Linked DNA regions of Mus musculus: all the other regions are linked to region 3. Evidence: chromatin contacts called from public Hi-C and promoter capture Hi-C data. All regions are on one chromosome and are shown on one strand. Each heading gives the region's core, a stretch centred on a gene start, on an enhancer-like site or on the middle of the called end of the contact. The rest is flanking DNA. Distances are from core to core; before and after follow the strand shown. Region 1 overlaps Camk1d (calcium/calmodulin-dependent protein kinase ID). Region 2 overlaps Camk1d (calcium/calmodulin-dependent protein kinase ID). Region 3 holds the start of Phyh (phytanoyl-CoA hydroxylase). Region 4 has its middle 9.8 kb from the start of Gm23118. Region 5 overlaps Camk1d (calcium/calmodulin-dependent protein kinase ID).

Region 1 (2,719 bases), core at 40-2,539, 460 kb after region 3:
GGGAGTGTTGGTGGCTGACTCCTCTTAGTTGTGACCTTTTGAAGGTACTCCTTATAGCAAAAAAGCTCCCTTGCCCACAGCCACACTTCCCTTCCTGGGGACAGCCTGCACCTAACAGCATGAGGGGATGTGCACACTCCACCTCCTTCCTTGCTTCATGTGGGAGAAACCTGTTAAGGGTCACCTCAGCTCTAGAGACTCCAGAGAAGGTGGAGGCTTTGCTAGGACAGCTGTATAGCCTACCCGATCCCACCTCCTTCCGGTCTTGCTTCCTTCCCTACTTGCTGGGTCTGCAGGTTCTGAAACTCACCTGTACTCAAATCTCTGGTTTAGAGGCTGTTTCTATGGAAACTGGCCTAAGGCAGAAGCTTATTAGACACTCATCCTCAGCTTGTAAATGCTAAACAGCCTTCATAATCAGAAATAAGAAAACCAAAAAATTCCTTGAGTAGAAATGCCACAAACGAGAGAGAGAGAGAGAGAGAGAGAGAGAGAGAGAGAGAGAGAGAGAGAGAGAGAGAGAAGACTTGGTGTTTCATGGATTATTGTCAAACCTAAATGTGTTGTAGGAAGGTAGAGAATAAGATGGCTTAGAAGAAGGCTTTCCTGACCCCTGAGCCTAGAAGTCAGCCTCCTGTCTCAGCGTTTGAAGGGGCTGCCAAGTTCTATTATAAGAACAGCAAGAGCTATTTACCTAGACTGAGATAATGCCTTCCTTGGTAAAGTGCTACCACACAAGCACCCAAGGACCTGACTGCAATCACTAGCATTCATGCATAAAGCCGGGTGTTGTCATGCGTGCTTGGAATCTCAGATCCAGGAGGGGTGGAAACAGGGAAGTCCCAGGGGCTTGCTGGTCAGCTGGCCTCATCTAGTCAGTGAGTCCTGGTCTCAAGAGAGACTCTGTCTCAACATAATGTAGATGGATCCTGAGAAATGAAAGGTAGGCTTAACCTCTGGCCTCCACAGGCATATGCACACGTGTGAACACACACACACACACACACACACACAGAGAGAGAGAGAGAGAGATTTACAGGTACGTTCATGAGGGGATGTGCACACTCCACCTCCTTCCTTGCTTCACGTGGGAGAAACCTGTTAAGGGTCACCTCGGCTCTAGAGACTCCAGAGAAGGTGGACTCTTTGAACTGAAATGTACAGTCAACCTGCTGTCTGTCAATGTTCTAAGGACATACATTTTCTGCTAAGTGTGAAGAAAGGAACACAAGGCCATGAGAGAGCTCCGGCAATCCAAAAGGCCAAGAGATGCCAGCAGTCTGTACCCACACTTGAATTTAGAGTGCATTCATTTCCTACACTTAATACAATTGCACCCTCTACCAGACAGCCTGCAGGCTGGAGGATAATGAGATTTCAGCGAGCCCAGTACTTAAAGTCATTGATACAAGAGCATTCGAAAACACAGCAGCCTATCCTCTCTGTCACATGCAAAGGAGGCTCTGGAAGAGCTGCTGTCTCTAACAAGTCCAGGAGCTACTTGACTGTCTGAAACTGCCTTGCTCTGAAAAAAAAAAAAATCAAATTTTATTAGAAATCCCTGGTATCTCACTATTACTAACTCCCAGTGGTCCATTAAGTGAATGCAGGCATATCGACTAGAGAGTCATAAATTATTGATTCTGTTTCACTAGACCCAAGTCAGTGCCCAGTGCTGTGGAGTACGCTGTCTTGTGTAAAAATAAATCAGTGTCTCGGAAGAGGTCCTATGCTCCAGTTTCTGGACTCCTGGTGTTTGTTGCAGAACCATGCTGGTCTGCCTCCTTGTTCCCTGCCGAGTCTTTCAGCATCTCCTGTTCTGAACTAACCTGGCTTCAGTCCTCAGCCTATCTGCCCTCGCAGATCCATCTCCTAGCTTTTGGTCTTGTCTTCCTCTCTTAACCGGAGACTGCCACAAAGCAAACCTTTGTGGTCAGCCATCTGTGAAGGGTTTCCTTGAATTCTATTCAACTTCAATCAAAACTGTTCAGAGAACACACACGCCACGTCTGTACTGAAGGGACAGAAACTTGCCCCCTTGTTACTCTTGGACTAGTTAAGTACAGTGTAATAATGATTTACTTACTAGTTATTGCATTGAGTTTTATAACTCATCCACAAGTACACAGACAGATGTGCAGAGGGCTATGCGAATGTCTCTTCACCGTGCCAGACTAGAGTCAAGCTCAACAGGGTCTTCTTTCCCCCCTGATTCCGCCAAGCCCGTTCCCTTGGCTGTGGTTTCGTTGGATAGTAGGTAGGGACAGTGGGAATCTCGTTCATCCATTCATGCGCGTCACTAATTAGATGACGAGGCATTTGGCTACCTTAAGGGAGTCAGTTTCTCCCGCCGTTTACACGCGCTTCATTGAATTTCTTCACTTTGACATTCAGAGCACTGGGCAGAAATCACATCGCGTCAACACCCGCCGCGGGCCTTCGCGAAGCTTTGTTTTAATTAAACAGTCGGATTCCCCTGGTCCTCACCAGGGGAATTATTTTGTGTGTATTTGTGTGTGCGCGCACATGTACATGTGTGAGCATATTTGAGGAGGTCAGAGGTAGTGCTGTCTGTCATCCCTCTGATGCTATCCATCATGGGGTTTTGAAGCAGGATCTCTCACTGGCTTGGAAAGCATCAAGGAGGCTAAGCTGGCAGGCCAGCAAGCCCTAGGGATGTTCCTGTCTTTCTCCCCCTAGTCCTGGGATGACAATTGGG
Region 2 (2,717 bases), core at 125-2,624, 500 kb after region 3:
GTACTCAGTTTCTATTTGTCTCAAATTTTATTATAAACTTTCTTCTACAGTCTAGATTTTCATTTTATATAATGAATATGCCTTCCTTTGATATATATATATATATATATATATATATATTTTACCTTTAAGCCAGGATTAAAAAAAATAATGGTATATATGAAGTGCATTTATGTGGGAATACGTGTGGATAAAGGCCAAAAGGCTAGCAAAAGGCCGGCCCACGGAGAGGACAAAAATGGGCTTTAAAGGATAGCATAATCAGACACACATGACAGGAAGATGGAAGGAAGATGGGAGGGACAAGGAGAAGGCTGGGCAGAGCAAATGTGAGTGACCAATCAAAACTAAGTACATTTGAAACCGCTATAAGAAAAGCTACTACTTGCTGGGCGTGGTGGCACAAGCCTTTAATCCCAGCACTTGGGAGGCAGAGACAGGCGGATTTCTGAGTTCGAGGTCTATAGAGTGAGTTCCAGGACAGCCAGGGCTACACAGAGAAACCCTGTCTCGAAAAAAACAAAAAAAAAACAAAAAAAAAAAAAAAACAAACAAAAAAAAAAAAACAAAAAAAGAAAGAAAAAAGAAAAGCTACTACTTTGTATGCTGATCATCTGACTGATAAGTGAATAAATGTTATAATGAATTTAGCATCATGTTTTACCCTCTAAGTTCAGTAAAAACCGACACAAATGCAATAGTAAATGAACTGCTTAGTCACAAACATCCTCACCCACTTCAAAAAGTTCCAGGCTAAGCATGCAGAGATGGCCAAGCTTCTAGCCTGGAACCATAAACGGTCATATAAAATGGATATGTATTCATAAGCTATGCCCTTCAAAAGGATGTCCCATGAGAGCAAAAATTCACTAGAACTACCCAGGTCGGGTGGGTATATATCCAGATGGGATGCACTGAAATCCCAGCACTGTGGAAGCTGAGGCAGGAGGATTCTAAGTTTGAGGCTAGCTAGCTCAGGCTACATTAGGAGAAGCTCAGGCTACATTAGGAGACCTTGTCTCTTAAAAAAATTAAATATTTTATTATTATAAAATTGTTAAAAAAAATAAGTATATTCTAACTGCTTGTCTACTGAATAGAAACTTCTTATGTTTCCAAATATAATGAAGAAGTATATCAAGAATTACAAGTAGCACTCAGTCAACGGCAGCTCCGTTGAAAATAACATTTTCTTCCATTAAGACAATTACTGCTAAACATGAGTATGAATACATAACTCAAATGGATGAATATTTCTCCAGGCATCCAGACTGACACAATTTTAAAGCAGCAGTTTCCAGGTCTTATCACTCTGGGATGAATATCAAATACTCTCAGAAACATGAGAAGCACATAATTCTTTAATAAGGCATTTCCCCATAGGCAGCGTAGTCCTTCATTCTTTAACTGACTTCACGGCCAGCTGGATTCCATCATAGAACTGGCGGGTTTTGGAAGTGAGCGTGGCTTCAATTATGAGTAATCTGCATGTGGTCATAAGTGACAAAAGATAATTAATATTAAAGACCCTCTGTGGTCAGTGAGTATCTCTACACATTAGTAAGCTTTAGCTAAGACTTGTGCTTGAATCACAGAAGATGGTAATTATACTAGCTACTTTTGCTTTTAATCACTGAGGCCGAAATAGCTGACAGAGAAACATAAGAGAGGTGCCTGAGCATGCTTTCTACTACTGTAATGAACACCATGACCAAAACCAACCCAGGTCACAATTCATCACTGTTTATTTCACACAATTTCATTTCATTTTTATTTCACACAATTTCATTTATTTCACACAATTTCATTTCACACAATTCATCACTGTTTATTTCATCACAATTTATTTCACAATGCCCAGGTCACAATTCATCACTGAGGGAAGCCAGGGCAGGAATTCATGCAGGGTAGGAACCTGGAGGCAAGAACTGAAGCAGAAGCCTGGCGTGGTGGCGCACGCTTTTAATCCTAGCACTCGGGAGGCAGAGGCAGGTGGATTTCTGAGTTCGAGGCCAGCCTGGTCTACAGAGTGAGTTCCAGGACAGCCAGGGCTACACAGAGAAACCAACAAAACAAAACAAAACAAAACACTGAAGCAGACGCCATGGGATACAATGTTAATTGGCTTGCTCCTCCTGCCTAGCTCAGCCTTCTTTCTTTTTAGATTATTTTATGTGTATGAGCATTTTGTCTGCATGTATGTATGTGTACACATGTATGCCTTGTGCTGGGAGGTTAGGAAAAAACATCAAATACCCTGGAACTGAAGTTATAGATATGGGAACCTCCATTCCAGTACTGAGAATCAAACCTGGGTCTTCTGCAAGAACAAGTGCTCAATCACTGTGCCATCTCTCCAGCCCCTGGCTTACTTCCTTATACTCCCCATTGGCCCATGGGTGGCATCACCCCCAGTGGCCTATGCCTTCCCACATTAACTATTCATCAAGGGAATTCCTCCATCACATTGCCTGTTGCCAAATCTATGGGGGCAGTTTCTCAATTCTCTCCCTTTCCCAGACGAGTCTAATTTATATCCAGTTGACAAAAAGCTGACCACTGCAAAAGGAGAGATTTGTGTTGGCTCATGGTTTAAGTGGGTCAGTTTATGGTTGCTTAGCCCCACACTAATGCAGAACATTATGGCATAAGAAGGATGTGACACAGAGAGAACTGTCTACTCTTTGACCCACCAGGATGTCGCGTTAACCAGTAAG
Region 3 (2,756 bases), core at 217-2,716:
ATGGTCATGGCGGCAATAGAAACCCTAAGACAGGCCCCAAAGCCATAATTCTCTCTGTTTTTTAGGGAAACCAGTCATCCTCAGAATGACGGTCTTAATCTTTCAATTCTGCTTGAGGTGACCCAAATTCAGACTAATTTCAGTTTTGTTTTCTTCCTTCTCCCTGCAGTTCCCATTTTGCACCAGGTGAGGGCAGTAAGAACACACCTATTTCCCAAGTGGGGGGTGGGGGGGGAATGCAGTCAGTCCTGCTTTTAAACTGTGGGCTAATTAAGCCGGTCTCTCAGGACATGGTCAGGCTTCCACCAGGTTGCTCAGGCTGGACAGATGAGGTTGGGAGATAAGCAAATGACCAAGCCGGCCCTGGGAGCTTCAGCTAAGCGAATCTCGTCCTAAAGGTCAAGGCACAAAGGGCAAATCTCTGCAACCTGAAAACAGGAAGTAGCCAGCTGGTTACTTGCTTGTCTCTCCTGGACTATGGCACTGTCACCAAATTATCTAATGAAAGCATTTAAGAAACAATAACATGTTTATGGAGTAACTAGAAGCAATCTAGAAGTAACTCTCTTAAGAGACCGAGAGACAAAGAGATTGAGATTATGTGTAGTGGTTGAATTTCAAAGACTTTAGGAAAACAGTTTTGTTTTGTTTTGGGTTTGGTTTGGTTTGGTTTGGTTTGCTTTTTCGAGACAGGGTTTCTCTGTGTAGCCCTGGTGGTCCAGGAACTCACTTTGTAGACCAGGCTGGCCTCGAACTCAGAAATCCCCCTGCCTCCGCCTCCCAAGTGCTGGGATTAAAGAAAACAGTTTTTAGCTACATAAGAAATTTTACATGTTATACTGGCTGGTGAGATACACAGTGGTTAAGGGAGCTTGCTGAACAAACCTGACCATCAGAGTTCGATCCCCAAAACTCAGGTGGTGGAAAGAGACTCAACTTCCCTGAAGATTATTTCTCTGATCTCCACAAACAAGGATGCAAACATACATACATACATACACACACACACACACACACACACACACACACACACCACACCCCATCACCACTACCACCACCACACACAAAAATGTAATGTAAGTTATCCTAGACCGTGTGGATCGCTCTTCTTAAAAACTAACAGCCAAACTTTCTAATATTTTAGGATGAATTCACGCTAAATTTAATGTCTCTTCTGAATAACACAGATGATTTTAATTTTTAGTGGGAGAACTAGTCACATAGATTAGTTGTTCATAGATTAAAACTACCAAGTTAAAAGGGTGGCTCAGATCCCTAACGGCCTCGGGCTGCTCGGCTTGCATCACCCCAGTCGCAAAATTTCGGACCTTGCAGATTAGAACAAAGACACAGCGGCGGGGAGCAAGGACTCCAGACAGCCTAGGCTCGCTCCCTCATCCCCAGCTCCCCAACCCCCAGCCTGGGGGAGGTGGCGCTGTGTCCTGCCCTTGGACAGAACTCCACCCTCTACTAGGAGGCGGGGCCTTGCCGTAAGTTAAGTGTGACCTGGGCGCAGCAGTTTCGTCTGCTGGCCCCCACCATGAATCTTACGCGCGCCGGCGCCCGGCTGCAGGTCCTTCTGGGACACCTCGGCCGACCCTCGGCCCCAACGATTGTATCCTTTGGGCTGTGGAAGGGCTCACAGGCTCGAAGGAGCCTCTCCGCCCTGGTGGTGGCTTCAAGGACATAAGAGAGCCTCTGCGCCGCCATCTCTTCCCTGTCTCCATCCCTAGGGTTCCCGGGTGGAGGCTGCATCCCCAGAGAGCCCTCGTCTTCTGGAAGGGCTCTCTGGTGGGACTTCTCTAGGCAGCATTTTGAGCCTTCAAGAAACCGTGGTTTCTTGCTGGTGTAAAGCGGGAAGCATAAAGCGAAAGGTGACGACGTCATCACAAAGAGGCTTGCCATTTTTTGAGTTGACTTCTGCATCCAGAAACACCAAGGACAGTTGCCCACAGGTGCTTGCCTGTGACCAAGGCCGGCAGAGGCAGGGATTCTCAGAGGTCAGGAGGAGGCGCCAGTCGCCAAAAAGAGAAGGCTCAGGACCCTGTCCAGCAGGTAGCTAGCTGCCCATCTCCACCTGCCCTCTGTCTGTCACCATCCCACTAGCTGTGTAAGCTCCCACTCCAGGGGCCAGGTGTCCCCAGTCTCCTGAGGACTGAACTGGTTCCCGGAAAGCGACTTCAGAAGCGAGTGCCTGGTGATAAATGCTTGTGATCCCCCTGGGAGGTGCAGGTGCAGACTCGAGGGTTGGTTGGTTGGTTGGTTGGTTGGTTGGTTGGTTGGTTGGTTGGTTGGTTTTTCGAGACAGGGTTTCTCTGTATAGCCCTGGCTGTCCTGGAACTCACTTTGTAGACCAGGCTGGCCTCGAACTCAGAAATCCGCCTGCCTCTGCCTCCCAAGTGCTGGGATTAAAGGTTCGTGCCACCACCGTCCGTCCGGCAGACTTGAGGATCTTAATGGCCAGCCATCCTGGCCAAAAGTGACAGACGGTCTAAAAAGCAAAACAAAACACTAAACCAAGGCTTGGAAGCAGTTATGCACACGAACACGTGTGTGTACACACACATCACACACAAACACATACATGCATACACTCAGACTCTTGGGGGATGGGAGGAAGCATCAAACTGTTGGCCCCTCGCCCTAGAAATTGCTAAAAATGAATGGTTTAGGGTTTTCAGTGCCTGCCACCTCCGAGGCTGATCATAATAGTTGTTTATTTGGCCTTCCCTGTTATTCTGCCTGTGGGGCTTTTG
Region 4 (2,700 bases), core at 68-2,567, 330 kb after region 3:
TTAATCATTTTATTTGTTTTTTATAATTAATTTTATTATTAATCATTTTATTTGTTTATTTTCCCGGTTTCCTCTCCACAAACCCCGCATCCCATACCCCCTCCCCTTTGCCGCTATGCGGGAGGCTCATGGGTTTGAATAGCTCATATGCTGCTTTGGAAGGTTGTGGCATGCATTTATTCATCCCTCCCCCATCTCATGGAAACACATATTTCTAAGAAAAAACATGAGAAGGTTTATGCATTTGACTGGACCTGGCGACGCAAGCCCGCAAAGCTGCTTGGGAGGCTGAGGCAGGAGGATTACAAGTTCAAGACATTTCTGGGCCACAGAGCAAGCTCAAAGTCAAACCCCGCCCACTAACCGACTGGAGTTACGCTGATTAGCAGAGTACTTACACAGTGTGATGGTTTGTATATCATTGGACCAGGGAGTGGCACCATCTGAAGGTGTGGCCTTGTTAGAATAGGTGTGGCCTGGTTGGAATGGGTGTGTCACTGTGGGTGTGGGTATAAGATCCTCACCCTAGTTGCCTGGAAGTCAGTCTTCTACTAGCAGCATTTGGATGAAGACATAGAACTCTCAGCTCCTCCTGCACCATGCCTGCCTGGATACTGCCATGCTCCCACCTTGATGATAATGGACTGAACCTCTGAACCTGTAAGCCAGCCCCAATTAAATGTTGCTTTTTATAAGACTTGCCTTGGTCCTGGTGTCTGTTCACAGCAGTAAAACCCTAACTAATACACACAGCATGCAAAGTCCTAGTTTAAATCACCTGAACAGAAAACAACCACAAAAATAACTTGCCTCTTTAAAAGTTTCTTTACATAAACTACATGTTACTTAAATAAAGAGGAAACTGGGTTTAAAAAAAAAAAAAGCAAAGAAAGCAAATTTCTAGTTTCAGGACCCAATATTAAGCCAGTAATCATCTCTCTAAAATTCTAACTGCAGATGGCATTTTTCTGGAGTAAATTCGGTATAAACTGAACGGGTTTTACCCCAGACCCAAATATCCACCTCAGATTCCCCAGTGCCTCAGCAGCCTCAAGTTCCGCTGGATCAGCTCTGTGTCTCCCTCTAATTGCAGCGTTTAAAACTGATACTCATGGCTGTCTTCCACCGCCAGTCTTATCTGATGCTTCGTTCTCGGGGTAAACAGATTTCCAGCGGAGGCTGCCAGCAGCACCGAGAAACTGCCAAGCCTGGCAGATGCTAAGGTTTGAGGTTCTTCTGTCTGTTCTCAGCTCCAAGCTGGCTGTGAACTAGCTCTACTCCCCACGGCCCACCAGACTCTCAGCTACTTTTGCCAAACACCATCTTCTCTGCTCAACCTCCTGCTTCCCGACGGTCACACTAGCTGAACTAGTGAAGGTCCTAATGTGGCCCAGTCGCAAATGCTATCCCCGACTTCCCGATGTGGCCTGATCTTTCTTTCTTGGCTCCCACAAAGGGAAAGCATCTCTCTGCCTCTCTCTCTGTCTCTGTCTCGTCTCTGTCTCTGTCTCTGTCTCTGTCTCTGTCTCTGTCTCTTTCTCTCTCTTTCAAACTGACAGTCAGTTTTTCAACATGAACACTGCTTTCCCCACAATACTGACAACAACCATTTCTCCCTTAGTCGTGTCTCTCTTGAAAGACATTGTCTCAATTAAGAGATGAAATCTGAACTATGGGAGGGAACCACTGTTTTTGCCTGCATGTCTCAGCCTTTGACTGATGTAGCTCTCAGCTTTCTTGTTATGACCAAACTACCTGAAAGAGTAAGTTAAAAAGAAAGATTTTAGCTCCTGGTTTCAAAGTATTATCATCCCTAAGTCCTTGTCTATTGGCTCTGGGTCCATGCTATCGCAGAATGCAGCATTGGTGGGATTTTTGTGGAGAAGGACGCTGCTTGTACTGGACAGGAACGGAGAATGAGCAAGGGACTGGAGACTGGGTATAACTTTCAAAGTCATCCTTCAGATCCCACCAACTAAGCCCTCATACCTGAAAGGTTTCAAAGTTTCTCAAACAGCCTTCTGGGTTGGACATTCTAGTCTTTCAACACATGAAACATGCTGGTCATTTCATATACAACCGATAGCAAGGCCTTTCCTTGGCAATGGTCCAGAGAAGATGGGGACAGACTGTCTTAGTTAGGGTTTTACTGCTGTGAACAGACGCCATGACCAAGGCAACTCTTATAAAGGACAACAGTTAACTGGGACTGGCTTACAGGTTCAGAGGTTCAGTCCATTATCATCAAGGCAGGAGCATGGCAGCACCCAGGCAGGCATGACAATAGAGGAGCTGAGGGTTCTACATCTTCATCTGATGGCAACTAGGAGAATACAAACTTCCAGGAAGCTAGGAGGAGGGTCTTAAAGCCCACACCCACAGTGACATACCTGCTCCAACAAGGCCACACCTACTCCAATAAGGACACATCTTCTAATAGTGCCATTCCCTGTGCTGAGCATATACAAACCATAGCACGGACACTTTAAATCTTTTAACTCTGGACCTCAGTTGAAAAGTAGGAGGACCCTGTCTGGCATTCTATTATATACAGTGACCCTGGAACAGAGATGCCACCTCCTTCATTCCCCTCCCACCTCCTCCAGGTACTTGGTGGCCTTGCCCCTACCAAGTCCTACTAATCTATTCTTCCTTGGTGCTCACATTCAATTTCTGTGTTTCAGTTGTGGCAGAAACTCC
Region 5 (2,797 bases), core at 15-2,514, 480 kb after region 3:
TGCAGGTAGGAAAAAACGAGGACATTTTTTTTTAACCATCCTACAGTAAATGGGACATCCCTATACAGAAACAAAATTATCCAACCAACATGTCATTAGTGTCAGATTAAGAAACCCACTTCTAATGGGACGAGAAAATGACCGCCGTAGTGTGATTTGTGTGCCCAAGAACAAGACACCTGCCATGAAACCTACTAGAACTTGGAATCAGATGCACACTCCACACAGCGCCTGACACATTAGACATTCAATGTACACTCTGCTGCCTGCATTTAAATAAGCAAAATGCCATTCCCCTAGTTCAAGGATAATCCAACCTAAGAAACAGACATCACTAACTTTTGTACAATGACTTAAAAACAGTCTCCTTCAGTGATTATAGATAATGGAATTGCCCTTTACAGGCAAAAAAAAAAAAAAAACCAACGGAGAGAGAGAGAAAGAAAATTCACATAAACTGTTAGAGCTCTGTATTGTGGCCAGGGGCATCAGATCATCAAGTGGCAGTTATTTCACTATATTAATATTTGGGGAACATGCATATTATTATTATTATTATTATTATTATTATCTTCTATAAAAGTATTTTATTATCTATAAAAGTAATACCACAGAAGTAATCTAGTAAAGAATACTAGCAGTTCTTTGCTACTTTGTGGGTTCTTCTTTTTCCCCAACCCTTTATCCCCCAAGTTTCACCCCCTATCACTAGGTAGGAGAGAAAGAAAACGGAGAGATAGTGATCCCTGAATGTAATTTCTTTCCTTTTGTTTCTTCTTTGAGCTCAACCACCAACAAACAGCAGCCAACCCCTCTGAACAACCAACAACCAGCCACCTACCTAGCAGGGCTTTAGCATTTATATACCCTCTGAAAAAGTTCCCAGGATTCCAAACATCACATGACCGCAGAAACTATGTGTAGCTGGCAAAACCATGCCTCTGCTAGAGCAGAGACAAATCAGTCAGTTCTGAAGCTGCCCCCTTATCTCCGCACCTGGGATCAAAACCAAAACATGTTCTTATAACCTCTCTCTCTCTCTCTCTCTCTCTCTCTGTGTGTGTGTGTGTGTGAGTGTGTTTCAAAATTCTAAAATGTCACTACATGCTAGTATTGCACCTGAGATGATACAAGAAGGGAATTTCTTACACAGAGCCAAACGTCGTAGCCCAGTGGTTGTTAAGAAGTCTACCTAGGCCACTGTTTTGCTTAACTGTTGAAGAATAGAAAGTGGAAGGGTGTGTGGGCGCGGGCATGTGATCACAGCATCGCCACTGGGAAACAGAGACAGTGGGCGTGGGTATGTGATCACAGCATCGCCACTGGGAAACAGAGACAGTGGGCGTGGGTATGTGATCGCAGCATCGCCACTGGGAAACAGAGGCAGTGGGCGTGGGCATGTGATCAGAGCATCGCCATTGGGAAACAGAGGCAGTGGAGCAGGAGAGCCAGGCCATCTACTAAACAGTGAATTTGGAGTCAGTATGGACTACACGAAGACACTGTGCCTCATAAGTAAATAAATGGATGCCGGATGGACAGACAAACAATATGGAACGTGAGAAATATCTCATCAAAAACTATGTCTTAAAGGCCAAGAATAATTAGAAAATTTATGTCTATTTTATATCTGTTATTAGAAATGCAAATAGCTTTGAAACCATCTGGGATAGACATATGTAAATATGTTCACTGCTTGAGTTCTGCATGGTGGTGCTTGCTTTGTGACTACTTTGAACCAAAGTAAGAAGTCACTCAGATCCACATGCAGCAAGACGGTAGGAACAGGAAGAGGTGAGAGTGGGGCGATGATATTAAGGGGGGTGCAATCACTAAGAGGGTTAGTAGTACTCCCACCAAGGTCAGGGAAGCCAGAATCCCCACCCACTGTCCATGACCTCGAACCCTGGCAGGGTCATGCCCATAGCAAGGAGGAAATTACTGATCCTCTCAGAGCAGGATGACATCAGAAAGAATATACCCTCCCTTCTGCCCCCTACCGTCCATCCAAGCACTTCTGACTATCGTTTACCTTTTCAAATAATTTTGCCTAAAGGGAAACATTATGCTACTTAGCAGACATGAGTCCACTTGACAATTGTATATTTTGTTAGGAATTAATGAAATCAACTAGGCATTCTGCCTGTCTGAACGGGATTCTTTTCCTCCAAAAAAGATCCAGGCAGAGTAAGCTGGGAAGTCGGCATAGGTTTAGCGGTTGGACCCTTTTAGGTAGATGCCACTCCACAGGGTTGGGGCTTTATATGTGACCATGTGCCCCTTCCCGAATCTTAGTCCTTATAAACATCCACTGGCGAGACCTGACAAGCTCGGGGACAGTATGACCGCCCTTTCTTTCCTTTTTTCTCACTATTTAGATCTCAGCAAACACTGACCAGGTCTGCATTTACTCTGTGTCCTTTCACTGGAATCCCAAGCAGCAGGTGTACAGAGATTTGCTGTGGCCAGCACACAGCTTGTGGACCTTTATTGATTGTGACATTGAAAGCTAGTGAGTGACAGGCACCCTCAGAAGGGAGCAACGAAATGTAATCCAACATCACAATGTCCAGTGACCTCTGACCCCAAGGCAGTCAAAACCTGAATGGCAAGTAAGATCTAAGTTGAGTCTAGGTGTCCTCCATGAGACTGCCATCTGACTTCTTTGGGGGCAAGTGTCAACACTGGTTTTCTCTGTGTAGCTTTTTCTGTCCTGGAACTCACTCTGTAGTCTAGGCTGGCCTTAAACTCAGAAATCAGCCTGCCTCTGCCTCCTGGATGTTGGGATTACAGGTGG

Evidence for each region. Promoter capture Hi-C pulls out the DNA fragments that hold promoters and counts their contacts. A called contact is a pair of places that touch in the nucleus more often than the background predicts.
Region 1: a contact with region 3 is called in a Hi-C map of the N1E-115 cell line, with 8 times the contacts expected there. The contact joins the enhancer-like site here to the promoter of Phyh in region 3. A contact is called at or near these places in 1 of 39 promoter capture datasets (hippocampal neurons), 2 of 484 Hi-C or Micro-C datasets (the N1E-115 cell line and large pre-B cells) and 3 of 115 datasets of contacts at active chromatin or transcription factors (embryonic stem cells and large pre-B cells).
Region 2: a contact with region 3 is called in a promoter capture Hi-C map of second pharyngeal arch cranial neural crest, with 3 times the contacts expected there. The contact joins the enhancer-like site here to the promoter of Phyh in region 3. A contact is called at or near these places in 8 of 39 promoter capture datasets (the C10 cell line, HPC-7-derived erythroid cells, cranial neural crest and 5 more), 1 of 15 datasets of contacts at CTCF or cohesin (pro-B cells), 9 of 484 Hi-C or Micro-C datasets (CD4 T cells, the G1E-ER4 cell line, the HL-1 cell line and 4 more), 2 of 115 datasets of contacts at active chromatin or transcription factors (epiblast stem cells and large pre-B cells) and 1 of 9 other capture datasets (adipose tissue).
Region 4: a Hi-C map of cerebral cortex shows a contact between it and region 3, with 2.1 times the contacts expected there. The contact joins the enhancer-like site here to the promoter of Phyh in region 3. A contact is called at or near these places in 1 of 39 promoter capture datasets (hippocampal neurons) and 5 of 484 Hi-C or Micro-C datasets (the N1E-115 cell line, cerebral cortex and embryonic stem cells).
Region 5: a Hi-C map of regulatory T cells shows a contact between it and region 3, with 5 times the contacts expected there. The contact joins the enhancer-like site here to the promoter of Phyh in region 3. A contact is called at or near these places in 7 of 39 promoter capture datasets (the C10 cell line, cranial neural crest, embryonic stem cells and 4 more), 2 of 15 datasets of contacts at CTCF or cohesin (large pre-B cells and pro-B cells), 25 of 484 Hi-C or Micro-C datasets (the Ba/F3 cell line, the G1E-ER4 cell line, LSK cells and 17 more), 6 of 115 datasets of contacts at active chromatin or transcription factors (astrocytes, embryonic stem cells, epiblast stem cells and 1 more) and 2 of 9 other capture datasets (adipose tissue and liver).

Annotation. Positions count from the first base shown.
Region 1 is chr2:5,376,887-5,379,605 of GRCm38.p6, forward strand. All of the region lies in intron 3 of Camk1d (calcium/calmodulin-dependent protein kinase ID), which reads right to left. Among named protein-coding and RNA genes, the nearest start is that of Gm36906, 63 kb to the left of the region's middle. Within about 2 kb of position 1,290, at least 10 of the 459 cell types and tissues checked have an H3K27ac peak or open chromatin away from gene starts, as enhancers often do. A contact at or near this core is called in the N1E-115 cell line, where this site is marked.
Region 2 is chr2:5,419,372-5,422,088 of GRCm38.p6, forward strand. The region is part of intron 3 of Camk1d (calcium/calmodulin-dependent protein kinase ID); the gene reads right to left. Among named protein-coding and RNA genes, the nearest start is that of Gm36853, 62 kb to the right of the region's middle. Within about 2 kb of position 1,375, at least 6 of the 459 cell types and tissues checked have an H3K27ac peak or open chromatin away from gene starts, as enhancers often do. A contact at or near this core is called in second pharyngeal arch cranial neural crest, where this site is marked.
Region 3 is chr2:4,917,530-4,920,285 of GRCm38.p6, forward strand. It overlaps Phyh (phytanoyl-CoA hydroxylase), which reads left to right and starts at 1,467. Exons shown (of 9, transcript NM_010726.2): 1 at 1,467-1,615. The coding sequence starts at 1,541.
Region 4 is chr2:5,249,009-5,251,708 of GRCm38.p6, forward strand. No RefSeq gene overlaps it. Among named protein-coding and RNA genes, the nearest start is that of Gm23118, 9.8 kb to the right of the region's middle. Within about 2 kb of position 1,318, at least 21 of the 459 cell types and tissues checked have an H3K27ac peak or open chromatin away from gene starts, as enhancers often do. A contact at or near this core is called in the N1E-115 cell line and cerebral cortex, where this site is marked.
Region 5 is chr2:5,401,002-5,403,798 of GRCm38.p6, forward strand. All of the region lies in intron 3 of Camk1d (calcium/calmodulin-dependent protein kinase ID), which reads right to left. Among named protein-coding and RNA genes, the nearest start is that of Gm36853, 80 kb to the right of the region's middle. Within about 2 kb of position 1,265, at least 4 of the 459 cell types and tissues checked have an H3K27ac peak or open chromatin away from gene starts, as enhancers often do. A contact at or near this core is called in regulatory T cells, where this site is marked.